Regions from separate parts of the Hordeum vulgare genome. Here region 1 is linked to region 2. A link is a contact called in public Hi-C data. All regions are on one chromosome and are shown on one strand. The core of a region is the stretch at or near the end of the contact, and the rest is flanking DNA. Distances in the headings are between cores, read along the strand shown.

Region 1 (4,988 bases), core at 1,601-4,100, 150 kb after region 2:
GCCAAAAGAAAACTGCTCCCGCAACTCTCTTTTTCTCAACTAGTAAGTGCGTACGTGTAACACATGTCTTCATCGATATGCATAAGATCTGTAATTTGTATTTGTGAAAATTCTGAAGAAAAAATAGAAGACCATGAAAAGGTTGAAGTGCAACTACAATATGTAGTTTTAAAGCACACCACAAGCTCAACACATAAATTATGTACATGGTTCCAAAACATAACATCACATGAACATGAGTATAAGGAATAATTATGCACGCAAGGAATGTCTCAACTGATGTATACATTAACTAAAACATAGGAGACCTTGCAAATTTATGTTCAAATTTTATGGTAAAGGAACCAAGAGCGGAAACTGAAGTGCTACGATACAGCATTAGGAAAACTATATATATCTTTTGTCTAATATGCTTGAGAAATTTTCGCACAAAATAGGATGTATTGTTAAGATTGATTTCTTTAAACTTTGGTAAGTATATCAAATGCCGACATAAATTGAACACCAATAATCCCTTCATCTTTGAAGAAAAATAGCGCGCGGGGTGCGGTGTATATCAATTTTGAAAAACATTTTGATAGTACATATATAGGCAAAACATGAGCCCACCTCAGGGTAGTTGATCTCCTTGCTTCTTGTTAGCCACGTCAGGGTGTTGTAGGAATGGTCATTATAGGTGTAGTTGATCTCCTTGCTTCTTGTTTGCCACGTCAGGGTGTTTAGGAATGGTCATTGTAAGGCTGGTTGTAATGGGGAGTATCATATACTAGTATCATGTACATGATACTAATATATGATACTACACCCGTAATGCATAGTATCATAGGATAGATCATTTATTATCATGCATGACACATAGTAGCACAACATTTAATATGATACGGTATCATAATATGATACTCAACCATCTCTTTCTTCATTTAATTTTATGTCACCTCATCAAAATTGCTTAGTTGACATGCATGATACTAACTATGGTACTACCATTACGACCAGCCTAATGGGTCGTATCATATACTAGTATCATGCATATGATACTACTCTATGATACCACATCCGTAATGCATAGTATCATATGGTAGTATCATATGATAGTTCATTTATTTCCATGCAAGACACATAGTAGCACAACTTTTGATATGATACGGTATCATGATATGATACTCAATCCTCTTTTTCTTCATTTAATTCTATGTCATCTCATCAAAATTGCCTAGTTGGCACGCATGATACTACCTATGATACTCCCATTACGGGCAACCTTATAGATGTAGTTGTTCTCCTTGATGAACTAAACCTTGGCACCTGTGTCGCCGAATTGCTTCATCAAAAACAATTGTTCTTCTTAGATTACACCCTTAAAGTTAGCAGTGGCATGTCACGATTAATTCACATCCCGTTTTTTATATTTAATTTTATAAAAATATGTAATATTTAATTTCAAAAAATATATCTTTTCCAAAAGCATAACAACAAACAACACGGTTAGTGAGTCTCGGGTTATCATGGACGAAATATCTTCTTCAAACTTCTTGCAAGGCAACGTAAGTGTAATACTCATGGAAAAGCTTGGTTTGAGAGCTCAACTAATTGTATCTTTGATATAATGTGAAACATACAGATACAAAGGGCAAATTCATTTTGAGGTGAGCTCGACGGTTCAAATGCATTCTTTTAGCAAAGCTCGACGGTCCAAATGTAAACGGTACAACACGGATGATTTCGACAGTAAAAAATTATAACCTCTTTCCGCCGTCATCGATTTACCCAAACTGTGTAGCCGAATAGATAGCCGGCCCACCGGCCTCCTCGTCTTTCTTGCTCTCGAGTCCACAACAAATGTACACGGGTCCGATGAGAAAGGATATGACTATCACCACGTCCCAGAAAACCCTACACGCCATAACTATCGGGGCGCCCCACGAAAAAACCACGCCATCGAATACACCTGGCAATGGGCAGCCCGATCCAACCTGGTAAGAAAATCCTAGGCCGGGTCAGGCCTAATCGTTCCATCGGGTGGGGCTAGAGCCTGGACATCAAGCCCTATAGTCGGACTAGACCGGGCTCAAGCTTGAGCAAAACTACTTTTAACCGCAGTCGGCCCGTATCAAGCTTTTTCGGGCTTAGGCCTGGTTTTCAGCAGCAACTTTTTCTCGACCCGGCCCGAAGCCTGGCATATGGCCAGGTATACGTCACCGAGTTATAGCTGGCCAAACAGGCCGACCCGTGAGCCCGTCGGCACGGCCCGTCATGTGTGAGGCCTGACACGACTTAAACGGGCCGTGTCACGCACGCAATCCATCTCGGGCCGTGCCTGGGCCTAAAGGCTGGGCACGCGGGCTGGCACGACACGGTCCGTTTACATTTTTATTTACATATTTTTATATATACAACGTATAAAATAGCCCAATAGATTAAAATCGACCAAAAACTACGTGAAAGCAGCCTAAAATCCTGGGTGACGTGCCGACGCACCGGTCCACTTAGCTCATGTATCGTATTTGGACCGGAAGGCTGCACACGTGGGCCGGCACGGCCAGCTGATATTCGTGCCTTCGCTGGCCGTGCCGGGCCGGCCCGTTTGCGCAGGTATCACCGAGTCGGTCCCCGGCAACCGACCGCCCGCGCGACGGATTTGACCGTGACCCGCGCCGCCGCCCGCAACCCGCATCCTCCTCCTCCTCCCACAGCTGGGCCCACTTTATCTCCCGGGCCCAACTTCTCCCTCCTGAAACTCAGTGACAGGTAGACCCCACGGCACCGCCCAACCGCGCGGGCCCCACGCTACCGTGGGGCAGTTCGGTCACTCCACGACGCGTCCCCCCTCCGTACTCCGCCCGCCACCAACCGCCTCCTCCTCTTTCCGCTGCTGCCGTCACACTAGCTAACGAAACCATCGCGGCCTCCCCCCGTCCTCACCCAGCCTGCCTCGACTCCGGCCCCTCCGCCGCAACCTCCCGCCGCAATGCCGGAGGAGAAGGAGTACGTCGCCGTGCCCATGGGCCAGGCGCCGGAGCCCGCGGACCCCGAGGACCCCGTCAAGTCGCCGCCGCGCCCCACCTCGCCGGCCACCTCCACCCGCAAGGTACCGCGGATCGATCTATACCCTACTTCTTCTCCCTGTCGCCCTGCTGCTGCTGCTGCCCCCGCGACGCGATGCGGCGCGGCTTGTAGTTAAAACGTGAACCCTCGTGGTCTGCTTGCTCGGATCTGGCCGCCGCATCCGCTGCCGCCTTCTGATCGAATCCAAGGATTCTGCCATCTGGAACTAGTTTCCAGGGTTGACTCTGAGGGTTCGATTGGTTGAGTCGGCTCTTGTTACTTCGTCGTGCGTGTTGTCTACTATTGGTCAGAGATGTTTAGGCCGTTACAGTTTGAGAAATTGACTGCATCAGTGTCAGCCCTATACTCCTATTCGAGGTAGAGATAGTTGTGTTACTTCGGAGCTCCAGCCCGTGCGCACCAGATGCCTGTGTTCGACAAACCTGCTATTCATGATGCACGCCGCAATTTTAACCTGGCAAAACTGAATTTAATAAGTTTTAGACGGATCTCGCCTCATCTTGCATGTAAGGACCTCCTTTAACTTTGGCCAGTGCCATGTGCTTGGCATGATCTTGATTTTATGCATGCAGTAGGTGCATTTATTCTATTTTCTCATAAATAGCAAATGCATATGAGTAGTGGCCTTACAGGTTATAGTTTTGTTAGAGAATACGCAAATAACAATAGGAATTTGACAACTGCAATTAGTTAACTGCCCCATGCTGTTGGTCTTTGAAACCCCCAAACTTGTAATACTGGCACTAAAATTTGACAGCATCCTCTGGGCAATCGTGCTGCTTAAACATTTTGGCAGTCTGTGCATATTCTCCCATCTTGAAGTGTCATTTAGTAAACCATCGGTTCTTAGGTACCAGAGTAGAAAGATTGTTCAAGCAAACTAGACAGCACTCAAACCCTGTATAGTCACGTTACATTCTTGTTCTATTTTCTCATTTGACCTGAACAAGTTGTACTTCTCTGCATGCTATGCTATATTTTTTTAAACTAGTTATTTCATACTTAACCTGCTACACTTCAATAGGCATGCTTCGCCGTCCTTCAAAGCTGGGTGTCAAGAAAGTTTATGACTGGATGGTATGCTTTGCACGAACTGATTCATAGAAGTTGCAAAGCCTGTAAATTAGCCTTGCCTAATATTCTCTTTTTTGTTTGCAGTGTGGTTATTTTCCCAATGGCTGTGACATTCTTCATCACTTTGTGGTTTATTCGATTCTTCGACGGTTTTTTCAGTCCACTCTATGCAAAGCTTGGATTCGACGTATTTGGTAATTGTTCCACAGATACTTCTGTCTAGCCACTTGTTGGTCATGGTAAAATTGCAGTATTAGAGAACAGCAATACATATTTACTCCTTGCTTGTATGCCATATAGTGGTATAGACTTAGGTAGACTTTTTTTTTTCTACATTGGCTCCTTGCTTGTCTTTTATCTAGATTTAATCTCCAAAAGGATCTAACACATGTGAATTTGAGTTAAGAGAAATATGTGTTTGTTTTTGTGGGACTGCTAAGATTAGTTAGTTTATATACCGCTCTTTTTCTTGTAAGATAGAAAGATTGGTGCCGAGCGCTTGATAATGCCAGTAACTGAGATCCTCTGAAATCATTTGGTGCATGAGGAAGAAGCAGCCTCAGGCTATTAAAACAAACTGTCATTACTTGATTCTACCGACAAATATTCATGATTTGCTTCAATACTGAGTAATATATTTTTTCTTGATTTCAGGCCTTGGGTTTGTGACATCTCTTGTATTCATATTTATTGTTGGAATATTCGTGTCATCATGGGTGGGCTCAACTGTCTTCTGGGTTGGAGAATGGTTTATAAAGAAAATGCCATTTGTAAGGCACATATATTCTGCATCAAAGCAAGTTAGCACTGCTGTTTCACCAGGTAATTTATGATCACCTGAAGTGCTC
Region 2 (4,777 bases), core at 1,583-4,082:
CTAGACTGAACCGGCTCGGCCGGCTGAATACCACGCTGAACTTAGCAATGCCGCGACATGATCTACTAACTCCTATCCGAATGCACCGGAACCAAATGCACAGGTTTTCCTCGAGAAAAAAATGGTTGAGGAGGAGTAGCAGAGGGAGCAGTTTAGCAACCAATTTATTCTCACACGCTCAATCTAATTCCGGGTGTTAAAATATGCTGCTATGTTTTTGCTTGCGGCCGACGACAGGTCAGGCCTGGTCGGTCAAAGAATACGAGCATCATTCGCTCCCGGAACAAGATATCATATCATATCCTGTGTTCGTTTCCATGGATGGATGGATTGACGAACACGCACACGTGCAGCTTAATAATACTCGTAGCAAATCATGCTCCTCGGGGAGCAAAGCCTACTTACTAGGCAGTACCCGAGGCGTAGGCTCTTCTGGTGTCTGTACTGGTGGGCCCACCCGGCCTCACTTCAATGCTCCCCACCGGCCAAGAGGGGCTTGGCTGGCTGGCTGGCTGGGCCGGGTCCACGGCGCAACCGGAAACGCAGCTGGACGGTTGACCGTCCGTGGACCCTTGCGCCTCAACTGCCTGCGTCCGTTTCTTCTGGTGCAGGGGGTCGCTGCGGTGGCGTCGGAGATGGCTTATTTGCGCGTAAACCCCTACGCTAACTTGGATTTCTCTGATTTACTTCCTCCATTTTTAAATATATGTTTTTTTAGAGTTTTCATTAGAAAACTATATACAGATGTATATAGATATACAACAACAACAACAACCAAGCCTTTCAGTCCCAAACAAGTTGGGATAGGCTAGAGTTAAAACTTATAAGATCTTGAAGCCAAGTCATGGCTCTGGAACATGGATAGCTAACTTCCACGCACCCCTGCCCATGGCTAAGTCTTTGTCGATATTCCAAACCTTTAGGTCTCTCTTAACGTACTCCTTCCATGTCAAGTTTGGTCTACCACGACCCCTCTTAACATTCTCAGCACGCTTTATCCGTCCGCTATGCACCGGCGCTTTCGGTGGCCTCCGTTGAATATGTCCAAACCATCTGAGACGATGCTGGACCAGCTTCTCTTCAATCGGTGCTACCCCAAGTCTCTCTCGTATATCGTCATTCCGTACCCGATCCTTTCTTGTGTGGCCACATATCCATCTCAACATGCACATCTCTGCTACACCTAACTGTTGGATATGTCGTCTCTTGGTTGGCCAACACTCCGCGCCATACAACATCGCAGGTCGGATAGCTGTCCTATAAAACCTGTCTTTTAGCTTTTGTGGCACTCTCTTGTCACTGATTATGTCAGAAGCTTGGCGCCACTTCATCCATCCAGCCTTGATTCGGTGGCCCACGTCTTCATTGATATCGCCATGCTTCTGCAACATGGACCCCAAATATCGAAACGTGTCTCTCTCCGGTACCATCTGCCCACCAAGGCTAACCTCTCCAAGATGTATAAAGATATACATTAGAGTATATATTCAATCATTTTGCTTTGTATGTTGTACTTTAGTGAAATCTCTGAAAAGACTTATATCTAGAAACGGCGGGAGTATATGGGAAGGAGACCAGGTAGCAAGAAAATGCCCATTTGGCAAACCAACCTCTTGTTTAATGGTTAGAGAGACAGTTGTATCCTCAGCTCATCAGGATTCAAGTCCTATTTTTGACTTTATTTCAGGATTTTTAACGATGCGCATTCAGCGTGAGGCGACGTTTCCGTCGACGACGAGACGCCTGCGTTAACTAACTAAATCTCAAGATGATATACCGGCTCACTCTTTTAAAGGTGTGCTCATAATGATAGGATATGTGTGTGTGTTTATAGGGATGAATGTATGAGTGTTTATATGAACGTTTGTGTGTGTATATTGTGTAAAAAAATGTCCATTTGATAAAGCGAATGTTTACGCACAAAATAATTGTTTTTTTTTACAAAAGGTCGTTTAAGGGCGTGTTTGATTGATAGCCAAGTTTGTCACCCTTTTTTTTTTTTTGCTAAATGTTGGCAAGCAATAAACACAGTGTGGCGAAAGAGTGTGACAAACATACGTGCACTCGTAGAGCGTTGAGTGGACCATTCTAGCCATGGCCCATCCTTCCCTCTGGTATTTTCTTAATCCACTTCAACAAATGGCCTATTATATGTGTTGAATTGGCCAATTATGGTTGTTGTAGTCCGTGCTTAGTACATGTATGATTTGTTTAGATCTTCTAAAAAGAGTCTGATTTGTTTGGAAAGAATGAATGTCACATTAAACAAAAAGATTCATCAAATGAACACAAAGCTTCCGAGTGGTGAAAAATTAAAACTCTTTGATTTGCATGATTAAAAAAGGAAAGATCTAAAAATAATAGGATTACAATGACATACTCCTCTAAAAAACTAGAGAATCCAAACCTACATGCGCTTGGTCGATTTCATGACACAAGAACTACGAGAACTTTCAACAGGTCGCAAGCCAATCAATTTTTCAATGTGAAACGGAATACAAAGGTGTCACACGGGTTACAATCAGTCTTAAGGATCAATTAAAAACCGCATGGAATACATACAATATATCAAATCTTCTTCTTCCTCTTCTCTTGTAAAATTTATAGGAATCAAACGAGTCCTCAAGTTTTCTTCCGTAGTCCCCTAGTACCCATGAGTTATTTCGGTAAAGACCGAGGGGCCATGTGCAAAACGGAACGCCCTCCCCTCTGTCGTCTTCAGTTCTGCCAGCTTGCTGCATCTCCTCCCCCGATTTTTCTACTGTCCCAAATTCTGAGAAAGGAAAAAAGGCGGCCGTTTTACACCTCACCGCAGCAGCCACCCCCACCCCCACCCCCACCCCCACGCACAGCACAAAGGCGACGCAAGCAAGCAGCAGCAGCAGCTTTTCCTCGCCTCATCTCCCTTGCTCGCGCACCAACTCTTTCAAAATCCCCCCTTTCTCGCGTGCGCGTGTCGATTCCGCCGTCGATTCGGGGGCCGCCTGGATGAGGCGGCCGCGCTGACCGGAGCCGAACCCGCCGCCGCCCCATGGCGCAGCCGCAGCAGCGAGTCTACCAAGCCTGGAAAGGGAATAATGTAAGGATCCTGCCCGTACCTCCGGCCCGTGAACCAGGAATCTTGGTTTCATGATCTGCGCCGTTCCTGCTCGGTTTCTTGGGGGGGAATTCGGCTTCCTGCTCTTTATTTTTGGCAGTTTTGGTGCCTGTATGTGCCTTACTCTCCTTGACAGTTCGGTTCCGGGCATGAACAGTGGCGATTTGGTTCGCTGCCGTGTTGTCGAGGATGTCAAGTATGCAATGCGCGGCTTTGCTGACGGCGCGGCATGGTTTTGGTTTGGCTGTCTGCAGAGGTTCTTCCTTGGAGGGAGATTGATATTCGGGCCCGACGCCAAGTCCCTGCTCGTCTCGGTTGCGCTCATCGTGGTGCCGGTTCTGGTCTTCTGCGCTTTCATCGCGCCGCACCTTCTCCATCGGTTCCCCGACTACAACGCAGGATACGCTATTCCTGCGGTGGCGGTAGGGTTCATGATCTATGTGAGTTCATTGTACCGATTCCTGCAGCCTGTAATCAGCTAATCAGTGAGCATTTGGGGTACTCATCTGAGCATAGCTTCTGTTTTTTCTTATTGTACACTGTAGGTGCTTCTGTTACTGTTGATCACCTCAGCTCAGGATCCTGGCATCGTGCCTCGCGCATCGCATCCGCCCGAGGAGGATTTTGCGTATGGCAATCCATTGGCCGGAGAAACGCCGGGCAGGCTGCAGTTTCCCCGCATAAAGGAAGTGATGGTTAATGGGATGCTTGTCAAGATAAAGTATTGCGATACCTGCATGATTTACCGCCCTCCTCGGTGTTCGCACTGCTCCATATGCAACAATTGTGTGGAGCGCTTTGATCATCATTGCCCCTGGGTTGGACAATGCATTGGTCAGGTACGCTGTATTTTCTGCATGCTGAAAGTAGTGTGACTGCCATTGAAATAACTCTATGCTTTAAGTAATTCAACAAGATCTTGATCCATTTATCCAGATGGATTTACCTTGAGCCAGAGGGAGGGAGATATAACTTTATATGGACTAAATCAGATGGCACAACCATTATAAGACATAATAGTAAGATGGTCACAGCATGATTGTTAACTTAGTCAACAAAAGTGACATGATTAGCATGATTCTTGGTGTCTAGTTACTCAAGAGCACTATCTTCTGGTTAATAGAGGCAAAGGCAAAGAACTTCAAAAAGTATTGTTCTCCTCTGCTGAAGTGTGTGCCCTCCTTAGAATTGTCATGCCTTATCAGTTGTGCAGAATTGCCTTATTAGTCATATCCTTTCTTATCTGCTCTTTGTTACTTAAGCATGAAACGAAACTTACAACATCACAATAATTGATAACACTTGAGGGACAAGTTTACGTTTGAACTTCTATAAGGCACAATGTACACCCATTGTTTATACTTTAGTTCAGTGCCCTGATTAGTTTCATATTTGTGGGATGGCCATTTTACCAAAAGAGAGAAGAATCTGTACTAGGTTACAAACTACAATTTACTTTAGGATATTCCCTAGTTTCCCTTTAAAAAAGGTTAGTACAATACAAACCAGCTGAAGAATCAGCTAGCCTGTAAGTAGCTAGGGCAACTGAATAAAAATCATCAAAATGGTAAATCTCGCTACAACAACAGAGGATTACAGTTGTGATAGGCCCAAAGAGATTTGTGTCCTCTGTCTTCCACTGTCTGCAGTAAATTTTAGAACCCACAAATTTTATTTGTG

Evidence for each region. Hi-C and Micro-C count contacts between places; a contact is called where the count stands out from the background.
Region 1: a Hi-C map of leaf shows a contact between it and region 2, with 4 times the contacts expected there. The contact joins the promoter of LOC123446602 here to the promoter of LOC123446591 in region 2. A contact is called at or near these places in 4 of 6 Hi-C or Micro-C datasets (leaf and seedling) and 1 of 1 datasets of contacts at active chromatin or transcription factors (embryo).

The regions. Positions count from the first base shown.
Region 1 is chr1H:473,561,412-473,566,399 of MorexV3_pseudomolecules_assembly, forward strand. LOC123446602 (protein LIKE COV 2-like) reads left to right here and starts at 2,851. Exons shown (of 7, transcript XM_045123186.1): 1 at 2,851-3,088; 2 at 4,091-4,143; 3 at 4,225-4,334; 4 at 4,795-4,962. The coding sequence starts at 2,969.
Region 2 is chr1H:473,408,222-473,412,998 of MorexV3_pseudomolecules_assembly, forward strand. LOC123446591 (protein S-acyltransferase 8-like) reads left to right here and starts at 2,833. Exons shown (of 5, transcript XM_045123171.1): 1 at 2,833-3,079; 2 at 3,352-3,537; 3 at 3,643-3,936. The coding sequence starts at 3,032.